Regions from separate parts of the Sus scrofa genome. Here all the other regions are linked to region 2. A link is a contact called in public Hi-C and HiChIP or PLAC-seq data. All regions are on one chromosome and are shown on one strand. The core of a region is the stretch at or near the end of the contact, and the rest is flanking DNA. Distances in the headings are between cores, read along the strand shown.

Region 1 (3,608 bases), core at 748-3,247, 150 kb before region 2:
TATTCCTCCCTATTGAGTTAGTGATAAAATTTTACTTCACATTCCAAGTGAGAAGCTGTCTCCTAAACTGTTCTATGCAACTGGAAGAAATTTATAAAATATTTCTTGATAAATTATTTATCCAATATGTAGGATTAGAAAGAACTCCTATTTGACTGCAACCAAAATACACTGATAACTCAAAATAAGCTGTTGAAATAAAATGCAGTGTATAGTAGAATAAGACACCTAAAATGTTTAATTATTAAGCTCTGAAATCTTCAGGACAATAATTTCTTGCCTGCTCAAGTTTGGGGATCCAGATAATGTTAAATAATTCCTGCCACAAAGTAGGTGCCATCTTTTTAACGCTAGAACCCTGGGGTTGGCCTCTAAACTCTAAAGACATAGCCACTAAATATTTTGGCTTAAAGTTTTAAAATCCTGGCTTCATTTTCTCAATATGTCTATTTTAGATTTCATCTCTACTAGGAGCTAATTTTTAAAAAAAGAGGTTGTAGGCCATGTAATAAAGCCATTGGGAAGCCTCTATACAACAACTGAACTCATATTTATGGCTGGTTAGTGCAGTTTTTTTTTTTTAATTGAATTATAGTTAATTTACAATGTTGTGAAGTGTAGTTCTTCATAGGAGACAGATTACTTCTGAAATGATGCGACAGCTTAGAAGAATACCACCACTGCATTAAGCTCTTAAAACAGAGGGCCTTGAACTGCCTGTGTAAATACTCAGAGCCATACTTAAGCAATTATTTTTTACTGGAATTTGAACATAGATCACCCATGGCTCCATGATAATTTATGTCTGCAATTAAGTGGTTACCATAGCAAAACACTTTTTATTTGCATATCAATTGCAAATTACATCTAAATTTTAAGAGAGTTTGCAATTTCCTTCTACATTTTCCAACTGATTCTTTAAGAGAGCTCTGTCTGTAGATTTACTCAAATTAATACCTTCTTGGTCCACTTGCTCTTAGGCAGTAGTTTTTCCTCTAATGATACAGTTGAATTCTTTTGTTCCCTTTATACATGATACATTTTTCCCCCTTCTTCTCTAGGAGGCAGCTTCTGAGGCAGTGGCTCTCTGAAATGGCTAGTGAGCAGAAACTCAGGAAGTTGTAGACCTGAGTCTAAGGCCGTTGAATTTAGTGGGCATCCAATGAAAGCTCCTTGAATTGAAATTTAATTCTGGCCCGCCTTATAATATCTCTGCATTCTTTAGTTTTCCTCAACGAGGAACTGGTAAATTGTCATCATCAGCAGTACTCTTAAATGGACGCAGACAGAGAACTGCTAGGCCTGACTTCTGGTGGAGGGGCCGTGTGGAAGGCCAGGAATCTGGCGCCTCCTCTGGACAAGCTGGAAGCTTCTGGTGCCTTGTTCTAAGAAGGAGGAGCAGGGGGTGCTCCCTTTACTTTCCTCATGCCTTTCCTTTGAAGGCATTTTGAAGTTGGGCAACCAAGGTCACATCGCCTTCTCAGAGAGAGCCAGGTGAATTTCTCAGGTATCAAATGGGGCCAGGCTTCTGGAAGAGGCAAGCATCTCTTGCCTTCTCCCTACGCTTCCCAAGCTCTGTTCTTACTTCTCTCCTCTCCAGTGATGACCTGATTTTTTGGCTTGGGAGTGAACAGGTCAGGTTTGGGAAAAGTCAAAATGGATGCAGCGACCAGGATGAGCTGCCTTTATCTTCTGACGCTAAGGTTATCTTTCGCCCTGTGAAACACAGCCACGAGGGTGCCAAGCCCCAAACAGTGATCACGTGCATGTCACGGGCCCGCCGAAGCAGAGCCATTCCACCAGCCCCCAAAACAAAACCCTCAGCTTGTCTTCTCCCTCGGAGTCTTCTCCTCTGACTCTTTTCCTTTCCTTTTCTGCACTGTTCTCCTTCGCCCTCCATCATGGCTTGCTTCCAAGAAGCAAGCTCCCGAGCTACTGCCAGCGAGAGCGGGCCTTGAACCCAGCCAGAGCAGAGCCCCGCCCCATCGCCACCTCTCCAGACACACCGATGGCGGTTTGCTGGGGCCATCCTGTTGGGCTGAAACGGGTGTAGACAGGGGGTACAGGGGCTAGAGAGCGTGAGAGCCAACCAAACGCCAAGCAGCGCACGAGCATGTGCAGGACTGGAAGGCAGCAGGCAGCTGCTGCAACCCTCGTGGCGACCCCACTGGAACAGTCCCAGCCAGCGCCGAAGCCAACTCCTGATCTCATTGTGATGGCTCTGTCCCAAACCTGAGTCCCTGAGAGGGTCTTAGAGTCCGCATACTTCTAAGAGGGACCTCCAAGCATTTCCAAACCCAAACTGCTCGATGCTGTCATGGAAAACCTGGATATGTGCATCTACACTCTCACTGTGGAGCACATCCAGGTCACAGCCTAAGGAAGGCAGCTGGCGACAGATGACCCTGCTGGCCGATTCCCCAGCTTTTGTAATGAATCCCAGAGGGCTATGTGTGTTTCTGGTTCTGCCAGAAGTCCTGGGCGAATCCTCACCCAGTGAAGACCTATCAGCCTGTGATTTATTCTGCAAGGGGAGCCTGAGAACCTGCAACTCAACCGCTAGAAGCTGCCTCCAGAAAGGAAAGGAATGGAGAATGTATGTGTCAGGGAAGAGGCGTGAGAGGACGAAGTTCTTTGCTTTCCTGTCAATTCAGCTTGGGGAAAAAAAAAAAAAATGCCTGAGGACACCCAGAGGCACATCGGAGCCCCAGGACTGCTACTGGGAGGCCAGGGAATGGCTGTGTATGATGAAATCATGTCTGATTTCAATAGAACAAGGGCAATTCTAAAGTCCATAAAAGATACCCCTAGTCCTTAGAATGCAACAACTATAGGAAACACAAAAAAATGTACTTTAGTACCTGAAATATTTCCATCATCATAATCATCATATAGCTTATATTTACCACCACTTACTATTTACTATGTGCCACTGTGCTTAAAAACCTTTCTCACATATTTTTCTAATTTAATCCTTAAGACAGGTGTGAACTACTATTATACCCATTTTTAAGTGAGAAAACAGGCTTAGAGACGAGGTAAACTGGTCAATATTTCACAGCCACTTTTAGGTGAGGTCAGGGCTGAGCCAAGGCAGGTGAGGCTTGAGCTCTCACTGCTGCTATGAGTACTGAACAGCCAGGGCATCTGTGCACAAGTGTCAGCTGGGAGTCAGCTGGATGTCTACCATTAGGTGAGGCCTTGAGGGCAAATCCTGCTATCGGGACTAGCTTAATAGTCAAGAGTTGTTGGCAGTTCCTGTCGTGCCACAGTAGTTAACAAATCTGACTAGGAACCATGAGGTTGCAGGTTCAATCCCTGGCCTTGTTCAGTGGGTTAAGGATCTGGCATTGCTGTGACCTGTGGTTAGGTCACAGACATGGCTCGGATCCTGCGTTGCTGTGGCTCTGGTGTAGGCTGGCGGCTACAGCTCTGATTAGACCCCTAGCCTGGGAATCTCCATATGCCACGAGAGCAGCCCAAGAAATGGCAAAAAAAAAAAAAAAAAAAAAAAAAAAAAAAAGTCAAGAGTTGTTGTTAAGTAACTCGGATTTTGAGATTTCCACTGACTTCTAAAATCAAAATACTAAGATTTTGATGCCTTATAC
Region 2 (3,728 bases), core at 934-3,433:
AGAAACCAAAGCTGCGGGAAATTCAATGACTTGTCCAAGTCTCAGGGAGTAAGTGACCTATCTAGGAACCCGCCAGGCCTAATTTAGGTCTCCTACATTTCGATTGCCTACTTTGCCAATTCTTTGTGATAAAGAAGTTGAGAAACAGTACACACTGTCCATTAACAATGTGTACTCCTTCTATCTCCTGTGGTCTTTTACTTCCTGACCAGCTCAAGTAACTACAATGCAGAAAAGTCTCTATTACTCCTAAGTCTACACATCTGAGCCCATCCACAAGGATGAACAGCAGAGATTGCCTTTTTCCAGAAGGCACCGCTCTGCTCCACTCCACAAAGATCTGTATTCTTTCCTATAGACAAATTACTGGTTCATGTATCATGACTCAAATTATATTATATTTAAAAATGCTCATTTGCAGTGTAATTTTTCTTCCTAATAGGACTGCTCGGAAGACAAATGGTTCCTCCTCCCCAGCCCCATCATCTCCTGCAACACATCACGTCTTTTTTCCCCCCAGCATAAAATGTTTGCTTCACCCTTTGCCAACACACCACAACAGGCCACACTAACTGCTCTCCCTGCGACCACTTCGGAAAGATACTATTTTAACAGTGTTTTATCTGGTATTACCTCAAACTCTTCAAATATTATTTCATCAGAATCAGATCGCTGACAAAGAGGAATAACAAGTCTATCACAGTTTGACAGCAAAAAAAAAAAAAAAAAAAAAAAAAAGAAATGAGAATCTTGGGCTTTATTTCTTTTCCCCATCTTTCATCTCCCCACCAGCATGTGTTCCCTATCACTTACATTTGAAAAGAGTAAGTTGTTTCTTAAAGAGAACCGGCAGGAATGAGTCAGGAATACCCAGGAAAGAACAATACCAAAGAAATTGGCATCCGTCATCGCTTAAACCTGGCGCAGGTGGAGCTCTCTCAGGTGAGCAGGTGAAGCAAAAGCAACGTGCGGAGCAGAAACGTCACTTGGAACTCGATTACTCAGATTTAACTCTGCCAAGCAGGCTCGAACAGCTCCCCTCCCCCTCCAGCTCCCACCACTCCCACCCCCCCCCCCGCTCCCACACACACTAATCTATAGGGGCCGCTTAGCGATTTCAGGCAGAAGTTCTACTTCACATGTGGGTCAGTGATGGCAACCTACATGCAGGCACACAATCACAGTAGAGAAACCGGGAAATACAGGAAATGGCCCCGGTGGGGTGGGGGTGGGGGTGGGGGATGAGATTGGTCTTTTCTCCCATTTGCTCCCTTTGATGAAACAGCGCACCGGTTCTCAGAGCTCAGAACCCTTCCGAAACAGCAGGAAGAGAGAACAAGATTGAAGAAAATTCGTTCGTTCTTCCGAGTTCAAAGAACACCGCTGAATGAAAAGGGGAAAGAGACACACACACAATTTTGTGCCTGAAAACATCCAGAAATCCAGAGAGAGTCTTTCCCAGCCCTTCACTCCAAACCATCGGCTCAACCCACCCAGCCCAGATGTGGTCTTCCCCACTCCACGCCCTCCTCCTCCTCCTCCTCCTGCAGCCCGCACCCGCAATCCCTGCTCTGCCCACAAAAATGCAGCCCAGATCTGAGAAGCAGCTGACGTCTGTGGCCGGCGTGACCCACACGCCACAGACCAGGCCCGCGGGGGCGACCACGGGGCGGCCCCCGGGCGCGGTACGAGGCGCGCCAAGCCTGGAGCCGAGAAGCGCCCAGGACCCGCGCGCCGGGCAAACCCCGCCGGCGCCGGCGACAGAGCTGGGCTCGCGCCGGCTTCCCGACACCTCGCCGTTCCAGACACAACTTTTTCCACTTCTGCTGCGGGCAACCTCGGCGGCCAAAGCCGAAGCGGCGTTCCCTCTGTTTCCAGTACGCAGCACCCGTCCCGCCTGCACCGTCCCGGCCGGGTCCTCCCTCCCCGCTGGCTCCGTGGGCGCCGGGAAGAAGTTCGCGCTCCGGCCGCGGCGCACTCAGCCCGGGCTCCACCGGCCGCGACGGCTCCGCGAGCACCGCGCCGGGTGCCCCCCTGGGCCGGGGCTCCTCGCTTTCCCTCCACAGCGCGCTCTGGCTCCGCGACTCCAACTCACCCGGCCCCCGGCTCGGCGGCCCCGGCTCCGAGCGCGCAGTCTTCCCCAAGCCGGGGCTTTCCGTTACGCCTCCTCGCAGACACCTCTCTAGCTGGCCCCGCCGTCCGCTCGGGGAAGGAGGAGGAGGGAGAGGAGAGGGGAGGAGGCAGCGAGAGGAGGGGGCGAGGGAGGGAGGGGAGAGGGTCCCCGGGCGGGGGAGGAGGAGGAGGAAGCAGAGGAAGAGGAGGCGAGGCGAGAGCGCCGACCTCGGCCGCCGCCGGGGCTAGCAAGCAGCGAGGGGAAAGAGGGGCGGGGGCAGAGAAAGAAAGAGGCTGCCGAGCCTCCCTGCCCAGGACCCGGCCCCGCGCGGCTGCCCAGTCACCATCGCCGCCGCGTCCCGCTCTCGGCCGGCGTCCGGGGGGAGGGGTCGGGGCCCGGGGCTCTCCCGGCGCGGCGCGTGGGGCGGGGCGGCCGGCCGGGGGCGAGGCGTGGGCGGGCGGACGAGGCCCAGCCTCCGGGGGGAGTGTCCTGCCCGGCCGGGAGGGTGTGGGCGAAAGGGGATCCCCGAGAGGAGGGGCGGAGGCCCGGGGCCTTGGGAGCCGGTCACTGCGCCCGCGGGGCGGCGGCGGTGTCTCCCGGAATCCTGCGAGGGGTCCCCCGCGCTGCGCCGGAGAACCTACCGGCGCAGTTTCGGGAAACCGTCTCTGTGGCGCGGAGAGTGTGCACTGCCCCGCCGGGCGGCGGCGAAGTCTGAGTGGGGAGTGAGAGGCCCGACTGTCTAGGCGGAGAGCCGGCCCTGGAGCGCTCGGAGCCATTCCCCAGGCGAGGCCCAAGGGAAAGAAACGTCCGTAGGCTGGTCCTGGGGAATCCAAAGCAAGAGGGTGGGCTGGGGGGGATGGGGGTACCTGGACCCCCATCCTCCTCGCCTTCCTATCCCGGAGTCAAGGCTCCGGGCGTAAATTTCCTTCCCCGGTGAGTCTCTAGGAAAAGAAACAGTGCGAACAGTCAGAAAGAATATTTCTAAACTGATTGTTTGGGGTCCTGAAACATACTCCCTTGAACTCAAAATACAGTTTCAGGGTGAATTTTGAAGGCGCTTTAGCCGATAATCTGAAAAGTCATCCTTGTCCAGAGAGGAGACTCACTCACCAACTGCTCCCCATTGCCTCCAAGGTGGGAGCAGAGACAAATGGCCACAGATTAAGGTGACAAAATTCCTTGTAATTTAAACGTAGGGACACAGCATTTAGCCAAGCAAACCCGTCTTATTTTTTTCTTGTCAAACTTGCTCCTTTCCCCAACTCCTCAGCCTCTTGTCTGCGACGCCTGTATCCGCCAGTCACCTGTATCCACTTGTCGCCACAACTCAGACCCTAGCACTCAACTGGGGGCCTCTCTTCCATTTCCAAGAGCCACCTCCATTGATTCTTCATTTTTAAAGTCTTTCCAGTTGCCCCATCCTCTTCAAACTCACTGCTACCTTCCTGCTTCTAGCTATTTAGGGACACCATAACTTCAGTGACCTCCTCCCTGGTTCCCTGCTCTGGCCTTCTTTGAACTAGCATCCAGCTGCACACAGCTAGCTGCAGGCTACTGGTTCTAGAACCGGGCTTTGGCAGGCTATTTCCTGTTCTAGAAACTTTCAAAGGCACTT
Region 3 (3,718 bases), core at 144-2,643, 170 kb before region 2:
CTGTACAGGGTTTCCTGAGCCCTTAGTGCAGGCTGCCATAGGGGCTACAAAGTTACCCCTTTTCAAAAAAAGTCATAGACTGGCTTATTCTGAACTTTGGTCTAAGGATGGTGAACTCATGAAGACCTTATTCCACGCCCCCACCCCTTAATCTGCGAGATAAAATGGTTTCTGGCACGGGCCCGAGGCCAGAATGGAGTAAAACTCGAGTAGCTCCGTTCCATGAACATATAAAGCAATTAGCTGTTCTGTAGCAAGGTCTGGTTTTAAACGCACTGAGCTGTAAGATGATTCACTCAGGGCAGGGCTGTAAAGTCTGAATCAGGGTACTATGCCTGGTGGCACTTAGCACCTAGTACTTTGCCCAAACAAGGTTTGTAATTATCTGTTGAATTTTCAAAACAAAGCAAGCCCTCAAGTAAGCAGATTCGTAAGCCCAAAGAGACCTATACTTCTAATCCTTCCAGAAATCTGGCAGGTCCACCCCACCTGCTGCGGTTGCAGTGGGCGATTTCTCTATCCTGCAATGCTGAATGAAGCTCAGCTAAGGCCAAACTAGGTTGTTTTTGGTCACTTGGATCAGTCCAACGTAAATCTGAAGTGACGGCTAATACCATTTTCCTGAATCAATTATATGGGTAATGCATAGAAATTAGACTAAAGGCCCCTGAATCCATTTTAATAGTGGCGTTCCGCTCTGTTTTGTAAACAGGTGCAGGCGGGTGCTCTGAGCTGGTCTAGCTCTCATTTGTGCGTGAGCTTTCTACTCTGTGCTTTCCTGAGAATGCAGCCTTTGATGTAACTCACCCGTTAGAGCAATTCAATGGTATCATTACACAGTTTGCTGGCAGGATCAACACTCGTAACTAGAAAAACCTAACCTCATGACCAGCTCCCTTTTTCTGCACAGAATGTCACTTGTTCTGCCGCCGCTGGGGGTAGAAGAGCGCTGACCCCAGCACAGTCACCACAGTGGGAAAAGGTCTCCGGGCAGAGGCTGCCACTCTGGCCGGCGTGCCCAGTCAACCTGGGAAGGAGCCACAGCTGGCCTGGGGACCTCTGTCCCTGCAACGAGGAAGCAGAGTGAGGTTTCCTTTGGCAGCCAAAGCACAGTCCTAACCGTAGAAGAAAACCATGTGATCTCAGGGGGAAGAGGAGCCCGGGCCTGGCCGCCAGGAAGGGGAACCAACTTGCCTTCACTGGCAGGATGTGGGGCTTTGATTCTCATGATCAGACAGGTCCTTATTCTTTCTTTGCTCAACTTCCTAAAATCTTGGAGGGACAGCTCAGTGGAGCCACCTAACTCTGGAATTCCGCCCAGGGTAGGTCCCACCACAGAACTCCACACTGTCGCTGCAGACCTGTTTGGCCAGCTCAGCAAGAGACAGTGTCGTGCTGTGCCCACAGCCTCGCCCCCGTCAGGGTGTGCTCTTCCTTGCAGCCTCCGCCTGAGACGGTTGGAAAGGACCAGGAGGAAACAGAAACACCAGCCCCCAAACCTCACACTGAGGCACAGATGCTCCCAACCTGTGCGGAAACACCGCTCTAAACAGCCTGCGAATCTGGCTCATAGTCTCTTCTGTTCCCAGAGAAACTGCGGCTGCAATGGTTTAGATCATCATCCTTCACTGAGCCGCGGGCAAGACGGAGTCCGGCAGGACTTGACGATGGGTCAGGGTTTATGTCCTTTTCATCCGCCCTCTCTTGGAATTTGCACTGTGGCCCTCGCGTGCCGTCCTCTGCTCAGCTGGATGCTGCCTGTCGTGGGTCCTGTTAAGGCGCAGGGCTGTGGAATGTGGCTTTGGTAGGTAAAGGCTAGTTCTTCTTCACTTGACTCAAACGAGGAAACCAGACGTGAACTGTTTCACAAGGTCACACGAGCAAGCAAACAGCATTAGTGTCTCGCCCACACTAAAGGAGGCAGATGAGGTTTTTCCCCTCTTCGATTTCTTCTTGTACTTTGTCGCTGGAGGTGGCAATTTCTGCCTGTGCGGAGAAGACGGCACAGACGAAGGTGAGCACGGTGCCCCCGATGGCGGTGTAGAAGGCCCAGCCCAGGGAGCAGTCTCCAGGTTTGTAGGCCGATGCATAGTGTCCGCAGTAGCCTATGGCCTTCTGGCAGCCCCAGCCAGCGGGGTAGAGGATCAGGCCGAGGATGAGGAACAGGCCTGCGGGGCAGAAGAAGGAACAGGTGAAAACCCCTTGGCTCTGCAATGCCCAGTGAGGGGCTGTACCGATCTGAGTCACTGTGACTTGATTTGCCTGCTCTGGGCTATGGCATCCGCTCTGCAGTAGCAAGTGTCGGGGACTGCTGGATGCAACTAGTCTGACCTGCTCAAGAAGAGCACTGGATGCGAAACAGGTTGGACTGTGAACCTACTAATAATTTCTCTTCTGGAAAAGCAGGTAACCTTGGTACTATTTCTTGTCACAGAGTTCTTAGTGCAGCGAGCATTTCCCTTTTGGTCTAAGGCAGAGGTTGGCAACCTGAGGCCCAGAGGTCAAGCAGAGGCTTGTTTTTGTAAATGAAGTTTTGTTGGCACACGGCTATGCCCATTCGTTTATGGACTGCCTGCGGCTGCTTCTGTGCTGAAATGGAACAGGGCAGAGTTGCTGGGGACCCTATGGCCTGAAAAATCTCCAATATTTACTATCTGGCCTTTGGCTGAAAAAGTTTGTCAACCCCTGGTCTAAGGGAATTCACATAAAACCACGGTTAAATGCAAGAGAGCCCAGATCTTAACCTGAGTGTCAGGCTTTAAATCTAAGTCCACGAGGAGCACTGGCACTCACCAGCAACCGCCTGCATACGTGGGACAGAGATTTCTACGGTTACGTATACATTTAGAAAGTATATGCAAACTTCGTAAGCACTTTTTATCTGATTACTTTTTTTTTTTTTTTTTTTGGCCACACCCATGGCATGCAAAACTTCCTGGGCCAGGGATCAAACCTATACCACAGCAGTGACAACACTGGATTCTTAACCTGCTGAGCCACCAGGGAACTCCTTGTCTGATTGCTTTTAAGCAAACTCAGCTATGAATAGACACAAATAAGCCCTGTTTCCATTTTGCTGAGTGCACCATCCTGTCATACCAAAGGTCTGTTTTTCTCCTCTGTATAGCTTTACTGCTCACTCTGTCACGGAGAGGCTTTTTTCCCTGCCAGCCTGGGCTGGGGGGGGGGAGGGGGTAGTCAGGAACTACTCCAGGGCCAGGACTAAGGCAAGGAAAGTGAAGCATAACATGGGAGGCAGCAGTCGCCTTCAGGTGTCTGCTCCGTGCTTACAGGAGCTTGGAGTTCCCGCTTGATTTAATCTCTGGAGGGCTGACACCTAGGTTCAATTAGCAGCCCAACCCAGAGTGTTAAAGGATCTGGCATTGCTACAGCGGCAGCAAAGGTCACAACTGCGGCTTGGATCTGATCCCTGGCCCCGGAACTCCACGTGCCTAGGGATGGCCAAAAGAAAGAAAGAAAAAGAAAGTGAGTGCCTTGCCTGCCTCCCCATCACACAGCAGTAGCTGCTTGTAAGGATGTCCAGATCTCAAGATGCCAGAGGCAACTGAAGGACCCCAAATCTTACCCAACAAAACTTTTGGGAGAAAGGATGGCTTTATTCTATGTAGCAAGAAAAAAATAAGCGGTGTTTTTTAAAATGATACCAACATAATCAAGATTGCCAGTTCATTAAAAAAAACTCTGTTTTTAAGATACG
Region 4 (3,447 bases), core at 271-2,770, 210 kb after region 2:
GGAAAAAAGAGAGAGATAAATAGGATCCTCCCACTCTCTTTGGGCAAAAGGGTCTCTTTTCCATAGCCCTCTGGTCAGAAAGAACCTTATTATTGGGTTTTAGAAGCCCAAACCCCCACCACAAAAGCAATGCAGATCCTTAACTGAGGTTGGCCTTGGGACAGGGTCAGGAGAGAAAAGAGAGAGAGAAAAAGAAACACATAAACTGGGAATTCTCCTAAATTCTCTAGCAAAAGACTCCTTTCCCAAACCTCTGGGGTTTCACCTGGAGATTTTGCTGTCAACACCTGCTGCATAGTTCCATAATTCCATCAGCCCTTGGGTCAAAGCCGAGAGACAGAAGAATAAAAACGAACCCCACAAAACTCACCCCAAGTATGGGGGATTGGTGATGCTTTGACTTCATCCCTGTTCAGCATTTGTCTGCTGTTGTTTACTTTTCAGGAGCCCTGGGCAGTTGTTTTCTGTATTGCCCAGAGTTTTTAGTTGTAATCCATGAAAGAGACAGGCTTTCTGTGGCTTCTCCATCCTGTCTGGTATCAGAAGGGTGAGCTCATGATTTTAATGAGAATGGGCCCATGGTATGTGTGAGGTCTGGTCTTCTTTGGGTTTTGTTTTTATTTTGCTGTTACCTTTGCCTGAATTAATACAGAAGCAGAGTGAATGACACCTCATGTCAGGTAGGAATAAAAAAAGGAAAACAGTTATTTGAAAGACCTTAATTAGTACCTGCTAGGTGCCCACAGCTGGTGTCAACACTGTGGAAAAAGACAACCACGGTTCAATACGTGGTCCCTGCTCTCAAGGGACATGTTGTCTGTGGGAAGCTCAGCTTATGTGAAACACACAAGACTGTCCACCATTCTGGTTAAAAAGGATACAGGAAAAGAAGAGAGAGATGAAAACCAGGGAATTAGAGAGGATGACATGGAGTCTGTTCAACCTCAGGCCAGACCTGGATGGAGAAGAAAAGGCACATATTCCGTAAGAGGAGGAGAGGCCTTGACTAGGTAATTATTCTTCCAAAGTTGGTTTTGTACCTTTTTATTACACCTTGAGTTTATTTGCCCAAAGGAAAACTAAGAGGCAGTCTCTCTGGGCGTTTTATTACTCCTACCCTGTTCCTCCCTCCCCTTTTCTCAACGTGGTTAAAAGTGTTTCCAGGACTTTGGTTCAGAGTAAGGACTGGAGGCCCCGTCATGCTAGGGTGAGTCATGGGATCTTTCCTGGGGAGTCTTGAATTACCACAGACAAAATTCTCCCTAATGGTCGTAACTCAGCTGGTTGCTGGCTTTGTGTGTGTGCTTCGGCTGAATGAAAACTTTCGGAAGTTTTTTGTGCATATTTTATTTGGGTTTATTCCTACAATCACAAAGGCAGTATCTTCATTTCTAGGACAGCACCTACTACATTTCAAAATATTTTTTGTTAAGTATTCAAAAGGCCTTGCACGGAGAGCCCCCGTGAGCAGAAAGCCGCAGAGGAGGAGAGGCCACGGGGAGAGCAGTTGCACAGATGGCCAAGTCCACTGTGAATATTCGCTTGCAGCTGTGTGGAAAATACCTATGCTGGTGACTCAACATCTTTGGATTTGGAGCTTTCAGTTACGGCACGGAAGAGAATATTTTCAAACACCGAGCATCTAGGGAGACTGCTGAACTTGAGCCAGTTTTGAGCCCATCCATCCCCATGCGTTGCAACGCAGGTGGACAATTTTTAAAACAGTAAAAGGCATTCTTGTCACTGTCAGGGCATCAAGCGTGGTACGGGGACATGGCAACCACAGATTCTGTTATCTATTTCTGATCATGGACATTTAGCTTCCTGCTAGTGTGACTTAATGCCGGGGTCTTGGTTTTCTGGTTTGGACCCAGGCGTGCTCAGATCCAACGTTATTGCTTGGTCAGCCCCTCAGGATCACGTGTAAATGGCAGGACCTGCGGTGACTGCATCACGTTTGTGCCTTTTCATTCTGTCTTTTGCAAAAGACCTCGCTGTGTCCCTCCATCCCCATCCCCCCACTTCCACCTTCCTGCTGGCTGGCTGCTGGGACTGCATTTTGTCGCTTATCTAACACAAAATAAACAGAACAATCTGGAGCTAATTTAAGTGGTTTACCATATCAGGATACAGCTGGGAAAGATTTTAAGAAAAAGGCTCCACAGGAACAATAGCGCTGTGAGGTTGAGCAGCAGCAGAGCGCACAGGAAGGCGGTTTCAGACAGCCTGGCAGACAGCTGTCAGCCACTCCAATAACAGCCCCTGAAGCCAATGAAAACGGGCAGGGTCTGGACGGGCAGCTCAGCCGGAACACTCAAAAGGAAAACAAGGGATTCGAGGGCGTTCTGAGTTAATGGCTCAAGTGTCAGGGCCACAGGCCTCCCGGGAGCCCTTCAGCAGGGCTCCCATGCAGCAGGGACTCAAGAGGAATTGCAGACAGGGGCCAACACTTCATTTCTCCACCATGCTGTCCAAGACTCTTTTTTTTTTTTTTTTTTTTTTTTTTTTTCTTTTTTGACATGCACGCATACATGCTGGCTTTATCCGGACTTAGGAATCCAGCAAGGCCCTGCAGAAGAACATATGTTTTTGACATCAATTTCTTCAGCTCTGCAGGCTGGTTGTCTTTTTTTTAACTCTTTGGGGGCCTCTGGCGAGACCTCGAATTTCCTGGTGCAACTTGACAGAGGTGAGAGGGCTCGAGAGAGTTAAATAAAGCTATGTGCTGCCCTTGAAAGAACTTGCAAATGCTTTATATATTAAAATGAATAAAACAAAAATCCCACTTGGATCGAGCTCTTGACAAAAATTCAACCAATGAGGTAAACTGCACAGTCCCGTGTAGTTTCGTGCAGAGAATACTGGATTGAAAGAGCAGAGCCCTGGATGGGAAGTCTACTTCTGCCACTACAAAAGGCTCTGGATCAAAGTTTCCACACTTAGGACTAGATGCCTTTATCCTCTTCTTCATCCTCTAATTCATGATATTAGCTTCTGCCCACACTGTCTTTCAATGAACATGCAACTTAGCAAAAGTTTCACTCTGACAGGAACAACCTTTGGGTATATTATGAAACAATTCTATTTGTTTGAGGATAACTTTTAAAGACAATTCATGTCTATGTTCTAAAGGAAGAAGAATGCCATTTGGAAGATTCAATTAAAAAAAAGAGTGGAAATTAAATGTTTTACTAGTCACTTTCCATCTATGGTATCCTGTGTCACAACAGCTCATTGAAATAGCATTGATTAACAAAGTTTCCATGAAAACAGAACTTAAGGCTCAAATTTCAGTGTGCAAATAGGCAGAGATATGGATAGATTTTTTTTTCCTAAGAGCAGAAAAGAATACAACAACCTCTAAAAGATAAAAAGATAGGAAGGTAGAGAAATATCCCTTTGAGAAATGGAATATCCCTTCTATTTCCGGAGCATGTAGGATTGGAT

Evidence for each region. Hi-C and Micro-C count contacts between places; a contact is called where the count stands out from the background. HiChIP or PLAC-seq counts read pairs in DNA pulled down with a chosen protein or histone mark.
Region 1: a contact with region 2 is called in an H3K27ac HiChIP or PLAC-seq map of skeletal muscle. The contact joins the enhancer-like site here to the promoter of LHFPL2 in region 2. A contact is called at or near these places in 2 of 5 promoter capture datasets (fetal liver and liver), 4 of 47 Hi-C or Micro-C datasets (embryonic fibroblasts, fetal heart ventricle, fetal skeletal muscle and 1 more) and 2 of 2 datasets of contacts at active chromatin or transcription factors (alveolar macrophages and skeletal muscle).
Region 3: a contact with region 2 is called in an H3K27ac HiChIP or PLAC-seq map of alveolar macrophages. The contact joins the enhancer-like site here to the promoter of LHFPL2 in region 2. A contact is called at or near these places in 2 of 5 promoter capture datasets (fetal liver and liver), 5 of 47 Hi-C or Micro-C datasets (embryonic fibroblasts, fetal heart ventricle, heart right ventricle and 2 more) and 2 of 2 datasets of contacts at active chromatin or transcription factors (alveolar macrophages and skeletal muscle).
Region 4: a Hi-C map of skeletal muscle shows a contact between it and region 2, with 2.9 times the contacts expected there. The contact joins the enhancer-like site here to the promoter of LHFPL2 in region 2. A contact is called at or near these places in 4 of 47 Hi-C or Micro-C datasets (embryonic fibroblasts, heart right ventricle, skeletal muscle and 1 more) and 1 of 2 datasets of contacts at active chromatin or transcription factors (skeletal muscle).

Annotation. Positions count from the first base shown.
Region 1 is chr2:87,342,359-87,345,966 of Sscrofa11.1, forward strand. The region is part of intron 4 of LHFPL2 (lipoma HMGIC fusion partner-like 2); the gene reads right to left. Among named protein-coding and RNA genes, the nearest start is that of SCAMP1, 130 kb to the left of the region's middle. Within about 2 kb of position 1,998, at least 13 of the 83 cell types and tissues checked have an H3K27ac peak or open chromatin away from gene starts, as enhancers often do. A contact at or near this core is called in fetal skeletal muscle and skeletal muscle, where this site is marked.
Region 2 is chr2:87,496,194-87,499,921 of Sscrofa11.1, forward strand. LHFPL2 (lipoma HMGIC fusion partner-like 2) reads right to left here and starts at 2,184. Exons shown (of 5, transcript NM_001243213.1): 1 at 2,096-2,184.
Region 3 is chr2:87,323,313-87,327,030 of Sscrofa11.1, forward strand. It overlaps LHFPL2 (lipoma HMGIC fusion partner-like 2), which reads right to left. Exons shown (of 5, transcript NM_001243213.1): 5 at 1-2,168. The coding sequence ends at 1,912. Among named protein-coding and RNA genes, the nearest start is that of SCAMP1, 110 kb to the left of the region's middle. Within about 2 kb of position 1,394, at least 25 of the 83 cell types and tissues checked have an H3K27ac peak or open chromatin away from gene starts, as enhancers often do. A contact at or near this core is called in alveolar macrophages and skeletal muscle, where this site is marked.
Region 4 is chr2:87,711,446-87,714,892 of Sscrofa11.1, forward strand. The region is part of intron 4 of ARSB (arylsulfatase B); the gene reads right to left. Among named protein-coding and RNA genes, the nearest start is that of ARSB, 66 kb to the right of the region's middle. Within about 2 kb of position 1,521, at least 35 of the 83 cell types and tissues checked have an H3K27ac peak or open chromatin away from gene starts, as enhancers often do. A contact at or near this core is called in embryonic fibroblasts, skeletal muscle and subcutaneous adipose tissue, where this site is marked.